2 separate regions of the Salmo salar genome follow, and region 2 is linked to region 1. Evidence: chromatin contacts called from public Hi-C data. All regions are on one chromosome and are shown on one strand. Each heading gives the region's core, a stretch centred on a gene start, on an enhancer-like site or on the middle of the called end of the contact. The rest is flanking DNA. Distances are from core to core; before and after follow the strand shown.

Region 1 (5,439 bases), core at 1,197-3,696:
GTCAGCAAAACAAAAGAGATGATCGTGGACTTCAGGTAACAGCAAAGGAAGCACTCCCCTATCCACATCGACAAGACAGCAGTGGAGAAGGTGGAAAGTTAAGCTCCTCGGTGTTCATATCACCGACAAACTGAAATGGTCCACACACACAGACAGTGTGGTGAAGAAGGCACAACCTCAGGAGGCTGAAACAATTTGGCTTGTCACTGAAAACCCTCACTAACATTTACAGGTGCACAATTGAGAGCATCCTGTCGGGCTGTATCACCGCCTGGTACGGCAACTGCACCGCCCACAACCGAAAGGCTCTCCAGAGGGTGGTGCGGTCTGCACAATGCATCACCGGGGGCAAACTACCTGCCCTCCAGGACACCTACAACACCCAATGTCACAGGAAGGCAAAAAAGATCATCAAGGATAATAACCACCCGATCCACTGCCTGTTCACCCCGCTTCCATCCAGAAGGCGAGGTCAGTACAGGTGCAACAGAGCTGGGACAGAGAGATAGAAGCTGTTTTTCAATCTCAAGGCCATCAGATTGTTAAACAGCCACCATTAACACAGAGAGGCGGCTGCCTACCTACAGACTTGATATCATTGGCCATTTTAGTAAATGGAATACTAGTCACTTTAATAAGGCCACTTTAAGAATGTTTACATATCTCGCATTACTCATCTCATATGTATATAATGTATCCTTCACTATTGAGCCGCTCTGTCACTGCTCATCCATATATTTTATACTTATATATTCTTATCCCATTCCTTTACTAGATTGTGTGTCTTAGGTTTTGTTGTGGAATTGTTAGATATTACCTGTTAGATACTGCTGCACAGTTGCATGAGCATTTCGCTACATTCGCAATAAAATTTAGTAGTAAGGTGGGAGGAGTGTTCCCTCACATGAAAGGGCTTGTTTTTGTGTGAGAAATTCTGTCCTACCTTGATATTTGATGACTATATAGTCTTATAAACTGGCAAAACTGGGAACAGAAAAGGCAACTGCAAAAGTATGATCATTTTTAATTAGTCAATGTGAAAAGGTACAGTATCTCAAAAAGGTGACAATACTTGGACATATCTCAATTGTTATGTGTGTCCACAGGAGGGAGACAAAACATCATACATCATCACATTACACTGACCATTGCATATTTGGGACAGTTTCCAGGGTCCAGACCCAGATTAAGCTTATTCCTCGACTAAAAAGCACTTCAATTGAGATTCTCAATTGGGCATGCTTTTCAGTCCAGAGGTAGATGTAATCTGGGTCTTGGAAACTGGTCATTGGTTTCCACTATGTTTCCAATAGGCTAGGCTAGGCTAGGCTGGAACATCGTGACAGAATCCTCTCTTGTAATGTAATTTGCCCACGAGGTGATGTATAAATCATATTCTTTCAAATGCTGTTCATATTCGTTAAAATGCAGTATATGCTATTGCACTTGTAGCTACATTGATGGTCTTCAGTCGCTCTGTTGTATTTGGGAGTCATTTATTTAACCAAATGTGTAGGATGATCCCAGTCCTTCTAGGCACTAGTCTAGTAGACGACATTTGATGTATAGACGTGTCAGCCTCAGAATTTTTATGTCATGTCACAACAACCCTTATTCCCCAATTCATCTTCACAGGCGGGACACCTTTACATGGGTGACATTTTCCCTACAAGAAGAGATTATAATTTATTCACAAGGCCCTGTTCCAATATGGCTGTGTTCAGACAGGCAGCCCAATTCTATTTTTTTTCACTAATTGGTCTATTGATGAAATTGGTCAAAAGGCCAATTAGTGGAAAAAAATATCAGAAAGCAGCCCAAGATCCTTTTCCATTTCCTTACATCATTCCCTCTTTCCTCTCTTGAAGCTATCACTGATGTGACCCTATAAAGGATTGATGAAAGCTATGCAGTGTATCATTACTTTAATCTATTGAAAATGGTATCAGTGATTACGTCAAGGAAGGGAGGAAAATCTTGATCATGCGTCAAATTATTATCGTGACATTCCATCACCACCATCACTTTACTCTGGGATAATCTCAATTGAAATCTTCTCGTGTCCTCTCAGCGCCTCCTTCTCATAACCCATTGGATGAGAAAGCCAGAGGTCCCGCCCCTCTGATCTTCTCCTCCAATGGGTTTTGAGAAGGAGGCTAGGAGAGAGGATGCGCAATTGAGATTCTTCCACTGTGAGTGAATGTACCCTATATCATGTCTCTCACTGGAGCTAAGACAAGTCTTGTTCACACAATACCAAATGTACATTATTTTCTGTTGTTAAAATAACCTTCCAAATATTTGTGAGTATCAATATATCAGCAAATAATCAACTAAAATATGTCCTACCTCTCCACAAACCGTATTGGTGAACATAATTTACAAACGATTGAAACACAATTTTCATTGGTTATATTAACATGCCTATCAGGTAAGTGCACTCAGATGCAAGGTTGTCGCCGTACTGGGCCAACGATACAGCCGCATACACTGGTGTTGGCTCGGTAGACTGTGGCCAACTCTGTGTTCTTGCTACAAACGAGATGTATGCATACATTTTTGAATGAAAAAAATAACAAGAGATTAGGACTGAAAACATTTGGGTGCGGCGTTCTTCAGACGAAAGGATTCTGCTTTGGCGGTGGTGGATTTTTTTCTTCTTTTGCCTTCTGTATTTCCTTGGCTGTTGTGGACATTTTGGATTCCTTTTTAGTTTATGTTCGTTTTTATATTTTTACCCAAATACAATTATTCTTTTTGATAACTATTTCCCCCGTTTATTTTAGGAATCGCTTTTTGTTTATGTATTGTCTGACTGGACACTTTTTCAGCGAGACGCAAACTCTGAACAATAAACAACTTTTGAGGGGATTGGTCTCGCGAAAGAATGCGTCTGACTGATTAGCTAGCTAGCTAGGTGTAGTTTAAGTGGATGCTTGAAGAAACAAACCTTGTCGGCCAGCGAATTTATACAGTTTAAACGTTCGTGGATTTAACCATTTTCGGACTATATATCAAATGAGAAACTAAATCGACACCATTGTATGGTAAGTGAAGTCTAACGACACTCGTTATCACTGTAGCTATATAGGTAGCAGTTGGCTAGTGTGTGTGGTCGCGAACAAACGCGTTAGCTAGTTACCTAGTCGCGTCGCTAGCCGATGGGGTGTATTCCCGCTAGTTTGCACTCTTTACAGGTGGATTTCCTTACGAATTGGGTTGGCTAACTAATAATTACTAATGCAGTGGCGTTGGTTGGTTATTGTGGTAAAGCATACTAGATAGTTTGATGGTTTTACAAGTGGCAATATCACAATCTGGCAATTAACGTTACTCGTTTACTTGTTTTGTTTTCTTACACTGGAATGTCATTAACGTTAATGTAACTACTGTTTACTTTCCATTAGAAGGCTACCAACGTACAGCCCAATTCATTATCTGACATTGTTTAGAGGCACGAGTCCTGTTTATTGACAATCAGTATAATGCGGAAATAAGAGGCCAGCAAACTGTAGCTAACGAGATTCAATGTATGTTGTTCATCGCTTCCTGTGCCGCACACCTTCAGTTCGTATTCGAGGACCGATGTCCTGCTGTACTCGGCATCTTGGCACTTATTTTATTAACTTTTCCCTTTGTTAATAAGATTAGCTATCTAGTATCCAAACTAGCTAACTTCAATCAGTTGGCTTTGATCCTGTGTTATTGACCCGAGACAGTGAGGCTAATCTCGCTACGGATGTATCTGAAAGTGATAAGAATGTATCTAATGGCATTCTCACTATAACTATCTAGCTAGAATGATTAGAACCCTGCAATGACTGGGATCTTAGTGGGAGGTGAAAATTCCATCAAATCTTATTTGTTAACCTTTTGTATTTACCCTGGATAAATAGGCTATTACTAGCTTTCACTGTGAGCCATCCTATGCTTAGGTCTATGGAGTAAAGGCTCTTTTTTTCTTAAAATAAATACAAAATTACTGGTTTGTTACTTTTGTAGTTAGTGAGCCTAGAGAATTAGCAGGTGAGGAATCTAACAGGATAGGTTTGAGGCACTTGGTAGGCTCATCTTCACTGTGGATTATCAATTTCACTACTCTGCACCACAACACCTCCAGGTTATTAGAACTATCCAAAGGTAAACCTGTTGACCTGACAACCTGAGCTGTTCATTATTGTGTGACAACTGGGGAAAATGCCATCCCATAAAGAGCTTGCCATCTTCTTACAGGTAGTCTCTTTACCACACCTGCTGTCTCGACCTCTGAATGCTCCGCTACGAAAAGCCAACTGACATTTACTCCTGAGGTGCTGACCTATTGCACCCTCTATAACCACTGTAATTATTATTTCACCTTGCTGGTCATCTATGAACATCTTGAAGAACAATCTGGCCTTAATTGCTATGTACTCTTATAATCTCCACTAGGCACAGCCAGAATAGGACTGGCCACCCCTCAGAGCCTGATTCCACTCTAGGTTTCTTCCTGCCTTTCTTGGGAGTTTTGCCTAGGCATTGTGTTTCTACATCTGCATTGCTTGCTCTTTGGGGTTTTAGGCTGGGTTTCTGTGTAAGCACTTATTGACATCTGCTGATGTAAAAAGGCTTTATAAATACATTTGGTTGACATACAGCAGCAGGCAAGAGTGATCTTTTAGAGTGGTTTTTGACTGATCTTGTTGGTTGGATTGATTACTTTTAACCATGCCTTGTTATAAAGGAATTAGGCTATTTACATTTTGGTTAGTATAATATGATAGCTAAAGACACATGTCGCCAAAACAATCTGACGATTCTGTGATATTTTTTCCCATGGCAAAAAGTAAAACACGAATCAGATATTACATTTAAATGTAAGAAAAACAATACATTTGCACATAAAATAAATGTATTCAAAATGGTAACATTAACAACAAAATCATACCATAACCCCACCGCTACCATTGGGCACTCTGTTCACAACGCTGACATCAGCAAATCGCTCACCCACATGACGCCATACACATGGTCAGCGATTGGCCGGTTGGACATACTCACAAATTCTCGGAATAAAATTACATTGGAGACGGCTTATTGTAGAGAAATGAACAATCAATTCTCTGGCAACAGATCTGGTGGACATTCCTGCAGTCAGCATGCCAATTGCACACTCAACTTGAAACTTCTGTGGCCTTGTGTTGTGACAACTGCACATTTGAGTGGCCTTTTGTCCCCAGCACAAGGTGCACCTGAGTAATGATCATGCTGTTTAATCAGCTTCTTGACATGGAACAGGTGTCAGGTGGATGGATTATTTAGGCAAAGGAGAAATGCTCACTAACAGGGATTTTACACACATTTGTGTGCAAAATTTGAAATAAGCTTTTTGTGCATATGGAACATTTCTGGGGTATTTTATTTCAGCTCATGAAACATGGGACCAACACTTTACATGTG
Region 2 (5,439 bases), core at 908-3,407, 63 kb after region 1:
ATGTTCCATGGCAAAAAATGAAAACACAAAACAGACCTGAAATAGATGTTCTGTTTAGACAAAGAGAAACATGCATGAGAGACTGGGTGGGAGCGAACGAACGAAAGAGATGTATGAAAATGTTGCGCCATTGACAGAAACATAATATGGTGTTAGGGAAATCCTTTAAATGGAAAACCCAATCGTAAAGGGATCTTTACAGCATGCGTGTGTGTCAAGCGTCCGAGTGTGTGAGAGGGAGATAGAGATATTCTAGTCTCCTATCCAGCCTGGTGTGGGCAGGTTAGTGTATGTGGACGGTAGAGGTAGAGGAAGATGTTGTAAAGCGAATGCACTTTGTGTTTGTCAACCAGATCAGATTACTTAGCCTCATTTTACCAGCAATTCAAAGGAAAACAATCATGGTTTTGTTTTCCCCCGGTCACGTAAGACCGCAGAGAATCGAGGACACTGGTGAGAACCAAAACCCGAAGGGGCTGGAAACTGGAAGAGCCTGTTCCGCTAGGCCCATGCCCCTGCCACAAATACTTACAACAGTGTCATCTTTCCATTTAAATTCATTTCCAATTTCTCTACTCTGGAACCTTTCTAGTGGATTCCCACATCTTCAAGTGCCTCGGTGGAGACTTGTGCGGTTGTGTTCTTGGGCAGAGTGGTAAGCTGAGGAAGAGCTGGAGGTGCATATGTACTGTGTGTGTTTGTGGTAGTAGCCCTACCAAGTGTTATTAGTCATATGTACAGGATACACATGGTATACACTGTCCAACAAAATGATTCAATGTAAACACTGCATGAATCCGACTTGTTGACTAACAGCCAGCCTGTCAGTCTTTTTTTTTAGGCTGCGGATGCCCACCAATACGGATTTGATTCCAATGTTCAAAGAGCTGTACGTTGCAATGGAGGGAACTCGCCTCAGCCACCATAATGCAACATTAACCTGAAGCCTTTCAATCCGGGCTTGTACCCCCAAAGCTCAAACTAGCCTAGGTTATATCCATGCGTGTGGGCCTCCAACCGAGTATCCTCCCTTGAATTATTTAGGAGCTGACTGCACCTCTCCCGCTGTGCCCACTGGTGGTGAATTCCGGTGCAAAGGTAACGCACATCAGGGTACAGTGAAAAACACACACCTCCATCATTAGTAGCATAGAGGTAACACACCTGAAAACACACACTTGTTTTCCAGAGCTCTTCACACAAGAGCCACCTCAACCTTCTCACCCCATCACATCGCGTGACCGTCTTGACACATGCCTTCCTCAAGTTAATCAAAAACCCTTTGTCTAGATGACGAGATCACAACCTGAACAAGTAGACCAGATCTAATGTCACCTAACATTAGCCTCATTTTGATTTCATTCAGCTTTGCTTTAAAATGGCTGCTAGTCTGTTTCTACTTTAGCCATCTTCTAAAGAATTGTTTGGCATGACAGACGTTTCAATGAAAATGTACTATAGTGTCTATGAACAAGTGTCAAGTAGACTGCATTGTCTGCAGTCAAACCATGAAACCACAGGGCAGCCAGGACTTTTAGCCAATGGCAGGCACACTGCTGTTCCTTCACACGGAAGAAGTAGCCTTTTCTCTCCTCTCTTCTTCTGTGCCAGATGGAGATGACTCCATTATTATCCAGCAGCCGCCCTCCTTCCACGGGATGTTTTCTAGCTTTTTCTCCTTCCTTTTTTTCCTCCCCTTGTTTCTTTTTCTCTCCCTTTTCTTTGGGCCTAATTCTCTGGGTGCAGAGTTTCGACATTGACCCAGCAGGCAGGCAGCATTACTGCAGAAGCATACAGTATCAGGATAAAAAAGCTCCTTTCATAAGACTGTAAGATTTATAGGCTAATCACATTCCAGCATATTAATCAGATGAGTACTACTGCCTGCTATAAATAACACTATACTGTCACATAAGACCTCACATTTCTCTCTCTCACACACACACACACACACACACACACACACACACACACACACACACACACACACACACACACACACACACACACACACACACACACGTACACATACTACTTACCGACTACCTTCCTTCTCTCTTTTGAACAGATCCGAGATGACTCTCAAATAGCACCCTATTTCCTGGTCAAAAGTAGTGCACTATAAAAGGAATAGGGTACCATTTGGGGAACAGCCAGGGACACCCAGTCTCTAGCTCCCCCTAGGGTTAGGTTGTAAGGGTCTGGGGAGAGGGGACAGACGGAGCACTAGATCAAATCAAATTGCATTTGTCACATGCTTCGTAAACAGCAGATGTGGACTAACAGTGAAAATTTTACATTAAGGGCCCTTGCCAACAATGTAGAGAGAAATAATATAGAGAAATAGAAAAGTAAAACATGTAATAATAAATATACAGTGAGTTGCGTTAACTTTGCTACTGAGTCAATGTGCAGGGGTACGAGGTAATTGAGGTAGATATGTACATATAACTAGGAATAAAGTGACAGATAATAAACAGTAGCAGCAGCATATGGGATGAGTAAAAGGGTCAATGCAGATAGTCCAGGTAGCTATTTCGTTAACGATTGAACTATTTAGCAGTTTTAAGACTTGGGGGTAGAAGCAGTACAGGGTCCTGCTGGTTCCAGACTTGGTGCATCGGTATCGCTTGCCGTGCGGTAGCAGAGAGAGTCTATGAATTTGGTGGCTGCAGTCTTTGACAATTTTTAGGGCCTTCCTCTGACACCGCCTGGTATAGAGGTCCTGGATGGCAAGGAGTTCGGCCCCCTGTTTTTCACAATTCCTGACATTTAATCCTCGTAAAAATTCTCTGTCTTAGGTCAGTTAGGATCACAACTTAATTTTAAGAATGTGAAATGTCAGAATAATAGTAGAGAGAATGATTTATTTCAGCTTTTATCACATTCCCATACACTCAATTAGTATTTGGTAGCATTGCCTTAAACAATTTAAACTTGGGTCAAACGTTTTGGGTAGCCTTCCACAAGCAATAAGTTGAGTGAATTTTGGCTAATTCCTACTGACAGAGCTGGTGAAACTGAGTCAGGTTCCTGAGCGGTATGACGGCTGCGTGGTCCCATGGTGTTTATACTTGCGTACTATTGTTTGTACAGATGAACGTGGTACTTTCAGGCGTTTGGAAATTGCTCCCAAGGATGAACCAAACTTGTGGAGGTCTACAATTGTTTTTCTGGGGTCTTGGCTGATTTGTTTAGATTTTTCCCATGATGTCAAGCGAAGAGGCACTGAGTTTGAAGGTAGGTCTTGAAATACATCTACAGGTACACCTCAAATGATGTCAATTAGCCTATCAGAAGCTTCTAAAACCATGACATATTTTTCTGCAATTTTCCAAGCTGTTTAAAGGCACAGTCAAGTTAGTGAATGTAAACTTCTGACCCACTGGAATTAGGATACAGTGAATTATAAGTGAAATAATCTGTTTGTAAACAATTGTTGGAAAAATTACGTCCTAACCGACTTGCCAAACTATAGTTTATTAACAAGAAATTTGTGAAGTGGTTGAAAAACGAGTTTTAATGACTCCAAACTAAGTGTATGTAAACTTCCGACTTCAGCTGTATAAGAACATTCCAAGATTTCCTGGCATTGTTTCGCAGAGGGAACCTGGTCTCTTTCAAAACATGCCTGAGGCTGCTAGGTTTGTTGGCATCGGCTTTAGTAGTCATTCCATTAGGACGTTTGAATATGATGGGGTTTCAACGCTGTGTTGCTTCTCTAGGTCTGAGCCCAATACGTCACAAACATCACCGTGTACAGATCTCCATATACTACATGGTAGCACTGCACTCCTGGAGACACCGGACGTTTCTGTCACATGGTGCCCAGATGGGCACTGTTTTGTCCAGAAGAATCGTCATGATGGACACATCTCTCTTGGGTTGGCATGCGACTCACGAGGGCAGAACAGTCAACGGGGTGTGGGGGACACCCATCTCCGTTCTACTCACAAACTACCTGGAACTCCTTCCAGTGTCCCTAGCATTAAAGCCGTTCCTCCAATTTCTGGATTTTCGTCATGCTCTAGTCAGAACAGACAATACCACTGTTGTGGCTTACATGAACAGACAAGGGGGACTGCAATCCCCTCACTTACACACACACACTGGCACATAGACTGATTATGTGGAGCAGTGTGCATCTCCAGTCACTGAGAGCTACTCATGTACCGGGAGTACTGAATCTGGGGGCAGATTTACTTTCCAGGGGGGAACCCTCTATATACGGAGAGTGGAAACTCCAACCAGAGGTAGCCAATCAAGTTTGGATGCACTTTGGCATGCCAGCAGTGGATCTTAATGCATCAATGGAGAATACTCAGTGTCCACTGTTCTTTTCCCTGAGGAATCGGGATGCACCGAAGGCAGTGGACGTGGGTGCGGGAGAAGGGTCTATCTCTCATACTAATAGCGCCACATTGGCCAGAGAAACACTGGCTAGCGGAGATCACTCAATTACTATGCGGTAATCCGTGGCCCTGCCACTGTGTCGGGACCTACTGTGCCAGGCACGAGGGGAGATTTTTCCATCCTCACCCGGAATGGTTGGCACTCTGGGCCTGGCTTTTGTATGGTTCAACTTCAACACTACCGGGCTTCCCCAAAATGTAATTTAGACTATTCAGAGTGCTTTGGGAGCACGACAGTGGGGCAACACCCCTTGTTGCCCGTTTTATGAAGGGTGCACGTCGTTTGCGTCTGGTGTCTAAACAGCTTGCCCCGTTATGGGATGCTCTGTGCCAATAGCCTTTTGAGCCTCTGGATCAGGTGGAACTGAAGATGCTTTCATATAAGACCGTGCTAATACTAGTATTGGCCTCCGCCAAGCGTGTAAGTGACAGTCACGCACTCTCAGTGCACTCGTCATGTGTACAATTTGCACCCGGAAACAATAGGGTATCATTGCGGCCTAACCCCGCCTTTATCCCTAAGATTATTAACTGTCTTCCCCTTGATCTGGTAGCTTTTTATCCCCCACCGTTTTCCTCTCCAGACATCAACGGTTAGACTACGAGATTTAGAAAATGTGATCAGTTGTTTGTTTCCTGGGTGAAACCTCACACATGTAATGCGCTCACTAAACAACGCCTTTCCCACCGGATCGCTTTGGCCTACACAAGTAAGGGTCTAGTCTCCTGCTGGCCTATGGACTCATTCCACTAGAGGAATGGTATATCTATCCAAGATAATAATCTAGCTAGCCAGCTAGGTAAACAGGCAAAATGACCTAAAACAATGTTATGCAAGGTAGATGTCAATTCTTTGTGGCTATCTGGCTAGCTAACAGTAGTAGCTAGCCAGTTAGCCCTATTTACTTACTATGGGCTTGCGATCTAGGCACACTACAGTGGGTATTGTAGGCTGGTAAACATGCCAAAAGGAACACTGCATGTATTTATTAACATACAGTATCAAGATAAAATATTGTAGTCGGGC

What was found. Hi-C and Micro-C count contacts between places; a contact is called where the count stands out from the background.
Region 2: a contact with region 1 is called in a Hi-C map of muscle, with 9 times the contacts expected there. The contact joins the enhancer-like site here to the promoter of erbin in region 1. A contact is called at or near these places in 2 of 3 Hi-C or Micro-C datasets (gill and muscle).

The regions. Positions count from the first base shown.
Region 1 is chrssa01:147,825,314-147,830,752 of Ssal_v3.1, forward strand. It overlaps erbin (erbb2 interacting protein), which reads left to right and starts at 2,447. Exons shown (of 27, transcript XM_045691890.1): 1 at 2,447-3,047.
Region 2 is chrssa01:147,888,919-147,894,357 of Ssal_v3.1, forward strand. The region is part of intron 2 of erbin (erbb2 interacting protein); the gene reads left to right. Among protein-coding and RNA genes, the nearest start is that of erbin, 64 kb to the left of the region's middle. Within about 2 kb of position 2,158, at least 1 of the 13 cell types and tissues checked has an H3K27ac peak or open chromatin away from gene starts, as enhancers often do. A contact at or near this core is called in muscle, where this site is marked.